2 separate regions of the Arachis hypogaea genome follow, and region 2 is linked to region 1. A link is a contact called in public Hi-C data. All regions are on one chromosome and are shown on one strand. Each heading gives the region's core, a stretch centred on a gene start, on an enhancer-like site or on the middle of the called end of the contact. The rest is flanking DNA. Distances are from core to core; before and after follow the strand shown.

Region 1 (5,175 bases), core at 1,476-3,975:
TAATGGAAACCAACCTGTTGATCGAAAAGATCCTGAATCCAGGTTACCAAAAGGTTTCGACAAACCAACCAATATGAAGTATGACGACATCAAAGACCCTCAAGAACACCTAATGGCCTTCGAGGCCAGGTTAAACCTGGAAGGAGCTGCCGATGCAGTTCGATGCAGGGTTTTCCCGTTAACGCTAGTCGGCTTAGCCATCAAGTGGTTCAATGCTCTCCCAGATGGTTCCATCACCAGTTTTGACAATATCTACAGAAAGTTCATGGTGCAATTCACCACTAAGATCACCAAAGCCAAACACTCGATCAGCCTAATCAGAGTCACCCAACAACAAGACGAGCCCACGAGAAAATACCTCAATAGATTCAACGGCAAATGCCTAATGGTCAACGGGCTCATGGGACTCCATGGCCAGCCTTTACTTGACCAAGGGTCTCATGAATGAAGACTTCCGAAAATACCTCACCACAAAATCGGTCTGGACTATGCACAAAATTCAAAACATCGCAAGAGAATATATAAATGACGAGGAGATGAGCCAAGTCATGGCAGCCAATAAATGACAGCACGCCAACAGAAAATATAAATATAAGTATAAAATTGATTGTAATATTTTTGAAGAGTAATTTTATACATTGGCACTATTTGTGGGGACTTGTCAAGTCTTGGCGGCATGACAAAAAATTTCGAGGAGCAATCCTCAAGCCATCATCCTAAGTCAGAGCGAAACGACCCAACGCCCGAACCATGGAGCAATGTCCCCCTGATCCTTGGAAGGATAAGCAGCACCGTGTACTGTCAACTAATCCCTGATAGGCAACCACCGAAAGAAGACAACTGCTATCTTGAAAAGGCTCTCGCACTCGTGGCCTAGGAGAGAAAGCAATCCAAGAACTCTATCAAAGAGTATAAACTCTTGAGGAATGGGTCACATCCAAAGAGCGATACCAACCAGAACACACAAGTCAAGTGACCTCCAAAAGCTGATTGCGACGAAAAACCAAGAACGAAAGGTCACTGGAACGATGACACTGGAAACGACGAGATCGAAGCATTTTTCATTGATCGGAGCACCGACATGACGACGACGACAAAAGACACCGGCGAGATCCCATAAGGACAAGAAGCGAACACGTGATAATGGTTACGAAAAGGTTTCGACAAACCAACCCATATAAAGTATGACGATACCAAAGACCCCAAGAACATCTAACGGCCTTCGATGCTAAAAGTATTACAATCAATTAGAAAATTTAAACAAAAAATAAATAAATATAAGTATAAAATAATTCCTCCTACCAAGGTGCCTTTCTGATCTTGACAAATGATCTATTAAATTTGAATTTTTGGACTATCACAGTAAATTTAAGTTTTGAGTAAATTATATTTTTTGTCTTTGAACTATATTAAAATTTTTTAAAATATCTCTCAGCTTCATTTTATTTTAATTTTATTTTAAAAATTTTTTATTTGTATCAAATATATTTTTAACTAATTTTAGATCAATTCAGCAATAATTTTACAAGAATAATCATCAACATAAATAAATTAAAAATAATTGATTAGTTGTCATATATTATTATTATTGGATTGTTTTAAATTTTTTAAAAATTTAGTTAATAAAATTATATTTGAACCATTCAAAAATTTTTGGAACAAAATTAAATTAAAATAAAATTAAGATATTTTTAAAATTTTAATAAATAAAAAAAATAGTGTACCCTTTAAGTTTTTATCGGCCTAACCAATCTAGTCACCTTTCCACAAGTCCAATATTGCTGCAGGTTTATACATAGAGATTGAGGACCCCTATTTGTGTATATTTTTAAAAGATTGGACAATTGAGACTTCCTTCTTTAGCAGCCTATCAAGTATCAAATCCAGTCAATTAATTTTGTTCATTTTATAATCAGCAATTAACATTTTATCTTTCAGTTTAATTTTAAAGTTCTAACGAAGATGCTTTTTGGGGTGTTGGATATAATGGTGTTCGATGGAAATTATTTCCCCCAAAAAGTAGTGGTACATTACAAACTATTTACTTTTAAAAGATATAAACATTTTAGATATAGTGTTTGCTGTCAAATACATACATTTTTACCTATATTTTTTTACACATTGCAAGACATATTGCAATCTCTTACAATGTGTGATTAATTTCAATATCTCTTTTATTTGATATATCATCACTTGTTTTTAACTTTTATCTTTGGCATTTGTTTAAACAGAGAAGTGAATTAACTACTCGATTAATTTAATTTGATTTATCAATTTTATTATTTGTACATTAAAAATATTTGTTAAAGTTAACTACTAATATAAAATATAGATAACTACTCAAATGACTATATAAAAAAATCTTTTTATGAAAATACTTTATTTAAAAATGTGACTTATTTATTTAGTCATATTTTAAATAAAGACCACATTTTTATAAATATCAAAATTTAACCATATAATTCATTATCCAAAAGTTGAAAAAATATTTTTACATGAAAATAATTATAAAATCTTTACTGTAGTATTTATCTAAAATATATATTATAATATAAATATATATTAAAAATAAATAAACAACACATCTATTTATATATAAATATATTAACGACTGATTTAGTGACTAATTTTAATATTTGAATATTATTTCTATTGATCTATTTACTATTTATTTTAATTACTCTAATTTTATACATACATATCTTTTGTTTGCTATATATAGTTGGTCGGACTCACTTCAAAGCAGAGAGAGGAAGAGGTTAAGACTTAAGACAAATAAGAAACACATCTAAAGATGAGTATCTGTCTCAACCTCAGAACATTGCTTCTTAACTTTGTTATTACCTTGACAATGCTTTCTCTATCTCATGAAGCAAGACAAAATCTCGATTCCCCTGTGAGAGCAGTTAGTCTTGGTGGTTGGCTCGTTACTGAAGGTTGGATCAAACCTTCTCTCTTCGATGGAATTCCAAACAAGGATTTCTTGGTTAGAAAATATTATTTATATAACATTCGTAATAATCATCATATTTATTCATGTTGTTATTAATATTAGTACAAGTTTATATAATTGTTGATCTTCAATTTTGGTTAGGATGGAACTGGTCTTCAGTTCAAGTCTGTGACAACAGGGAAGTATCTGTGTGCAGAGTCTGGAGGAGGAACGATCCTAGTTGCAAACCGCACTGCCGCTTCGGGCTGGGAAACATTCAGGGTGAGTTAGCCATGTCTAAAAGAATCAACACTCAAATTGGTCCTGAACTTTCCAATAAAATATTATTCTCTATAAATTCTTAAGAATTACTTACACGAGACAGATTAGTTTTTTTTTTGGGTTGTGAAGGGAGACCAATTTGTTCTAGGTGAAAACTCAATTATTAACTTCACCTGCACTGTACTTGAGTTTTCACCTTTGTTTTATGGGTATATTTTTTGGAATTTTACTGTCTTATAATGAAATTTGTTAAAGAACTTATTTGTTTAATACCTATATTAAAAATTTGATTAAAAACAACAGAAATACGAATATATTTTACAAAAGTAATTTTGATAGATGTTTGATAAATAAAAATTTATTAAAGATCAAAATGTCTAATTTAAAATTTTATGAGAGACCAATTTGAAAGTTTACTTAATCTTCTTTCCATAAGTATAACTAAGCTATCTTATAATTTTGTTTGTTTGTGTAGTTATGGAGGCTGAACGAGACCACTTTCAGATTCAGGGTGTTCAACAAGCAGTTTGTGGGATTAGATGGGATCAACGTTGTAGCTCTTACCAATATTTCAACTGATTCTTTAACTTTCAATATTGTTAAGGAAAGTAATAAATCTAACCGCGTTCGAATCAAAACAACTAGTGGTACCTATTTGCAGGTAATTTACTAACAGATAAAGTATATTTTTTATTTTTAATATTTATAAGTTTTTTAAAAATATTTTTAATGTTTAATTTTATTTTTAATATTTTTTATTTATTTGTTTTGTACTCAAAATTTTAGTTTAGGTTAAAATTATCTCTCAAAAGTTTTAATTTTATTTCTAATATTTTATATAAAATTAATTTTTAGAGATAATTTAGACACAAATTAAAAATATTAAAAACAAATTAAATATAACTAAACGTTAGCAAAAAAAAGATACACTTCATCCTTTACTAACTTATTAGGTAACATGGTAGTTATTACCTTTTATATTTACTTTGTTTTAGCTAAATTAAACAGTGGAAACAAAAATGATAAAATAACCAAAGAAATTCAAAATGTTTTGTTTGTTTGTTTGTCCCCACTTGGGTGTTTGGAGTAGTGCAGATTCTTAACAAGTTGACATTAAAATAATAGGAGAATGTTGGATTACGTTAAATGATTTGGGCATGTGCTGTTGGGGTTTATTGATATTTATAATGTTAGACTGAATAGTCTATTTCGGTACAATTGAACTTTTTTGTTTTGTTAAGTGTTGGAAAATAGGCTAAATGTTCATATCATACATTTTTTTCATGTCAATATTTAAATGTATCAAGTCAACACTTAATAAAATAAACTGATAGATGAGATTAAAATAAATTATTTGCAAATCTTATTGGATTAAAATAAAAATAAATATTTTATAAAGACAAAAGAAAAAAAACCTAGTATTTTATAAGAATAAGAAACTTATTTCCTTTTATATTTAGATCTAGAATCTCATGACACATATAAGTTTAACTTCATATTACATATTTTATATTGCTTTTTAAAGTTAATTTATCGATCTAACAATTAATTTAAAATCATCTATCATAAAAAGTATTTGTATTAAAAGTTTTTATTCTTTTTTCTTCTTATCTTTTGCTGATTTTTTTTTTATAATTATTTTTTTATTTATCGTTTTCTTTTTTTTTACTTTTTAAAATTTTTTTATTTTTTTAATAAATATAAAAACAAAAAAATCAAATAAAAAACATATAATGCTACAAAATTATTAGAAAGAGAATGAACCTACATTCATTCAACTAAAAGAAAAAAATAAAAAAAGAAAAATACAATATTAAAAAAATATTTTTGTGTCTTTATAGCAAAATTTTAGTATATTCTTATTCTGATAATAAGTTTTGTATAATTCAAAATTTTTTCTCTTTTTCCTCTTTATATTCTGCTGCTTCATCTTCATCTTCCTCTTCTTATTTCATTTTTTC
Region 2 (5,175 bases), core at 1,773-4,272, 140 kb before region 1:
TACTTCGTTTCGTGAAGAATTGCATAGTGGATTTCACACCAATGGTTAAGGACACTCCAGAAATAAACAGGATCTGATTTGAGTGACAAGAAAACAAGGCATTAGAGATGACGATAGCAAAATCCCAAATTAAGCTTCAAAGTGGTCTTTGAAGTTTCCTAAATTTAAAATTACGTTAATTTGGAGCCATGAATCACGTTAGTCCCTCAAGCGTTTTCACGTTAGTGTCATAGGTCAAAACATGATTCAGTTGTGCTTAATGGAATTATGACACGTCAATTAGTGACACATGGCATATTGGCGCAGACGGTAATGCCACGTGTCATTTTGGTACATGTGATGTAACATGATTTGTCTATATATCACTAGGATGTTATCATTACAAATGGTTTAAATTGGGTTAGGGTTTAAAATATTATTAAGAATTTTGAATTTATGAAACAAAATAAGAGAGACTATCTCAATAACTAATTGTTTCAAATATTCTTAGCATCCCCAGAGAGATACATTGTAACTTAGTCGTCAAAAGGTGCTTTCTATTTGATTCCCGTCCCTTAATTTTAGAAACTAAAATGAGTTATGAGTGAAAATTTAGGAACCTATTAGAGTCACTTGATGACATGTGTAAACAAATCATATTGCTATACGTGACACGTGGACAAACTGTCATGACGGATGGCATTACCATTCATGTCAAAATGCTGTGTCACTAACCAACACGTCATCACTCCATTACACATAGCCTAACCATGTTCTGACATTCGATACTGACTTTCAACATTAGTATGTCATGCCACCCCATCGTTAACAAAAAGTTCTCGAGGAACTAATGTAAGTTACCAAGTGAAAATTTGGGGTCCAAATTAAAGCAACTGAAAATCCGGAGACCAATTTGAGGCTAGGGTCAAATCCAAATTCAATGACCACTTCCAAGCTTAACTATAAAAACCATAATAAGAAGTTTTACTTAAGCAAGGGACTCAAAATAGAATAGAAACTTACATTTCCCATAGCTAGTAATCCCTTGTCGAAGAAGAAGATAATCCCAAGGAATGAGAAAAATATACCAAATCCAGTTAACCCTAAACCGATCTCTGTATCATATGCCCATCCCATAAACATATTCAGATGGAGGAATTGTAAATAAGGTAAAAAATATGACAGAAGTAGATTCCGACTACGTAACTTAGATATGTCCAATAGACAGTTTTGTCAAATTAATCCTTGTGCCAGGAATAATGGAAAAATGTGAGAGCAAAACAAAGGAACTAATAGATATCTTGGAAACTATATCATATTAGCCAAATCCAATTAGTTCCAAGAAGTGAAATTAATTTCGAGTAATCAATTTATTACTCGAAAAAATATTTGGGTACAATTTCTTTTGACCATGAAAAGAACTGAAGATAAATTCAAGGTATAGACAGAAAAGAAAACACCAGAAAAGGAAATAAAATGCAGAGCCTTAAAATAAACCAAAGCCCATTGACCAAATAACTGAATATCTAAGTAACTTAAGGAACTACTAGCTTAATCTACAACAATCTACTCTTAAGTCTCAAACACAAGCATTAGATGCAGTAGACCACATAATATAACACCATTAGTACAGCTACAACAACAAAAAGTATCACATTCCACTTACTTTTGCGATCATTCATCTCAAAGGAAACCATTTTACTAACAACTCTTATGTCCTTGCGTTATCTGAAACATATAATAAAGTAACCAAACTAGGTTAGTAGAAGTAACCAAACTAGGTTAATAGAAGCATGTAGATCATTTATCTACAGAAAATGTAATTCTAAGATAACATTGCAACATCACCATTTAGGAAAATGATAATCCAGCAAAAAAAAAATCCCAGGAAAAAAAAATTTTCTTTATTTATTTATTTTCCATGTCCAACGAGAGTAATCTATTCCACATTCACTCAGAGAACTATAATAAAGGAAACTATTCCTAAGAGCTATAGCCGAAAGTATACACCAACCTTCTATCAGTGGTGTCTAATATTTTGAGAATAACCATTCAAAATCCAAATCCAAAGCCAAGAGGCTGAAAAGCCACTCTGGACCAAAAATCCATATGCATCCATAAACCATCACATTGTGTCAAGCTTTTAAATAATAATACTGAAGAACATATTGATGTAAGAGACCCTTCCAAGAAAAAATGAAATTGTAGTATCTCAAAGAGACTTTTGAATCAAACTTTTGTAACATGAGAAGCGGCAATGAGCCCCATGGGAGAGGGTAGAAAGATTCTAAAAATCTTAGTGTCCAATAGCCAAATCAGCGAAAAAGAATACACAACCTATACTCCTAAATGAAAACTAACCCTAAATAACAAGCATATTCATTGACAACAAAATTAACAGATCTTCTAATTGAGCCTTTTCATACACTATCCCTGATTGATTCACATCATTGATCCAAATAGATATACCCGATCACAGGGTCTAGTTTTCAAGGATGTTCTGCTCCAGAATGCTACAACATGCTTTCCTCGGCAATGAACAATTAACAGAACAACTTAACACTAAATCAGATCATTTATACAAGTACCAATACCAGCGGCGAAATCAGCAGGTGAGAGAACGGAGGCGAGGAAGAGGACGGCGGGACAAGTGGAAGATGGCAGCAACGGATCTGACGACGAGAAAAGCAGAGGACAGCGGCAAACGGGTGGAACAGCAGAGACAGAGAAAAGGGTTAGTGTGCGGCGTGACGGCGGCAGACGGTGGGCCGGTGGCGAGGATGAGAAGAAGAGAATCGGAGATTTAGAGTAGTGAATGCAGAGGTTGGGGCGGAGGAGATTGTAAAGGTCAGGTCTAGGGGTATTTTGACTATTTTCAGATTATGCGAGGATAATTTTGTAAATTCATTCTATATAAGTAGTTAAGTGCTTAATGAGTACAGCGGACACGGGGAAGGTACCTTAATCCCCCGCACCGAAGGCAACGGGTACTTGTTAGTTGTTACGACCTTTTTGTTTTAGATAAACTAGTTTATTTTTCCGCGTCTTACAGCCAAAAATCAGCCATTGATATAGAATACATCTTGTGCTTTGTTGTGGAAATATGTTAAACCAACAATGTTTTCTGAATATATAGATATATATTGAATGAAATCAAATCAATCATTTACAATATTTTGTCTCCCTAGCTTTAAGTATTTGTACAAGCATTCCTATATTATCCTTTTGTATTGTAAATTATAGATTTTGCAATACTTACAATGCCATTTTTCCCACTTTTCTATTAAATGGAATGCTTCCTTTGAAATTTTGTGATTACAGATATGTCTCTGCCTCATAATGTTTTAATATTAGCTATTTATGAAAGCAATTGGTGTAATGTTACAGGTTTATGTTTGGATGAACAACAAACCAGAGAGGTTTAGTGTATCTTCAAGTGATGCAGCAATTCAATTAGATCTGATTTCCAAGGTTCATGGAGTTTCTAGTGCAGAAGAGTATTTTCTGAGTCTGGCTGATAAGTTAACAGATAGAAGGACCTATGGAGCTCTTTTGAATGTATACGTGCGATATAGAATGAAGGAAAAGGCAGAGGCATTATTTGACAAAATGAGGAGTAAAGGTTATGCAGTACATTCGCTACCATTTAATGTAATGATGACTTTGTATGTGAACCTTAAGGTTTATGATAAAGTTGATATGTTGGCTTCAGAAATGAGAGAGAAAAACATACGGCTCGATATCTATTCATATAATATCTGTCTATCTTCATGTGGTTCTCGAGGATCAATAGAAAAGATGGAGGAGGTGTTTGACCAGATGGTGAAGGACCCGAAGATTTTTCCTAATTGGACTACATTCAGCACAATGGCTACAATGTATATAAATATGAATATGTTTGAAAAAGCAGTAGGCTGCTTAAGAAAGGTTGAGAGTAGAATCAAAGGCCGGGATAGAGTACCATTTCATTATCTTCTGAGCTTATATGGAAGTGTTGGAAAGAAAGACGACGTTTATCGTGTGTGGAGTACTTATAAATCATTGTTTGCCACTATACCAAACTTGGGATACCATGCTATTATTGCTTCTCTGGTTAAACTGGATGATATTGAGGGTGCAGAAAAAATTTATGAGGAATGGCTTTCAACAAGTTCGACTTATGATCCGAGAATAACAAACCTTCTGATAGGCTGTTATGTCAAGAAAGGAAATACTGACAAAGCTCTGGGTTTCTTTAGACAAATAACTGAAGGTGGTGGAATTCCGAATTCAAAAACTTGGGAGATTATTTGTTCTGGGCATATCGCTGATGAGAGGATTTCGGAGGCTCTGTCCTGCTTTAAAGAAGCTTTTGTGGCCGATGTTTCAAACAAATGGAGACCAAGGGCGACAAACTTATCTGCATTCTTTAAACTTTGTCAGGACAAAGATGATACTACAAGTGCTGAAGTGTTAACTGGGTTGTTGAGACAGTCTAGATTTATCAAGAATGAAGTTTGTGTGCACTCATTGGCTTGTCAGAATCCGATGGTACCATCAACAATGACGAATTGTCGACCGAAGTTGATACCGCGGATATAACTGATGATAACGATGATGGTGAAAATGCAGTTGATGACGCTCAAATGTTCAACCAATTGGAGAGTACCCTGTGATACATAATGTCTTTTTCCATTTGAAAAATGCAGAAAATGCATTGCTAGAAGTGTAAGTCATTGAAGATGATCTTGTTCAGGATGCATAGTTTACGTGACTAACCATGATAATGATGAGCAGTGATAATGATGAGGAGGTAGCTAATGCTTAAAGTAGAGAGCATGGAATTTATGTTGGCTTTTCAATTTCAAATTATTCAGAAGGAAAGAGGCTTTATTAAACTGGTATCCGTTTCTATCAAGGCCATTATAAACAAACTAATAATATATGACCCTCCACCACCTTCTCAATTAGGTAGCGTTTGTTTTGAAGTACTGATATAGAGATTGATAGACTGAGATTCAATATCATATTTATTGGCTGAGAGATTAGTACTAAAATTTTTGTCTCTGTTCTTAAAATTTCAGTATCTCCAAAAAATGAGAACACAAGAGACTGAAATTTTTAGAGCCAGAGACTGAAACTTTAATAACATTTTATACCTAAAATATCCTCATTTCAATTAATTAATTCCAATTTTATCTTTTGTACAAATTAAAT

What was found. Hi-C and Micro-C count contacts between places; a contact is called where the count stands out from the background.
Region 2: a Hi-C map of leaf shows a contact between it and region 1, with 2.4 times the contacts expected there. The contact joins the promoter of LOC112703156 here to the promoter of LOC112703154 in region 1. A contact is called at or near these places in 2 of 8 Hi-C or Micro-C datasets (both in leaf).

The regions. Positions count from the first base shown.
Region 1 is chr7:56,646,521-56,651,695 of arahy.Tifrunner.gnm2.J5K5, reverse strand. LOC112703154 (probable glucan 1,3-beta-glucosidase A) reads left to right here and starts at 2,725. Exons shown (of 8, transcript XM_025754485.3): 1 at 2,725-2,986; 2 at 3,095-3,214; 3 at 3,690-3,875. The coding sequence starts at 2,795.
Region 2 is chr7:56,790,430-56,795,604 of arahy.Tifrunner.gnm2.J5K5, reverse strand. It overlaps LOC112703156 (vesicle transport protein GOT1), which reads right to left and starts at 3,022. Exons shown (of 7, transcript XM_025754487.2): 1 at 2,574-3,022; 2 at 1,646-1,707; 3 at 1,003-1,094; 4 at 1-73. The coding sequence starts at 1,676. It also overlaps the pseudogene LOC112703155.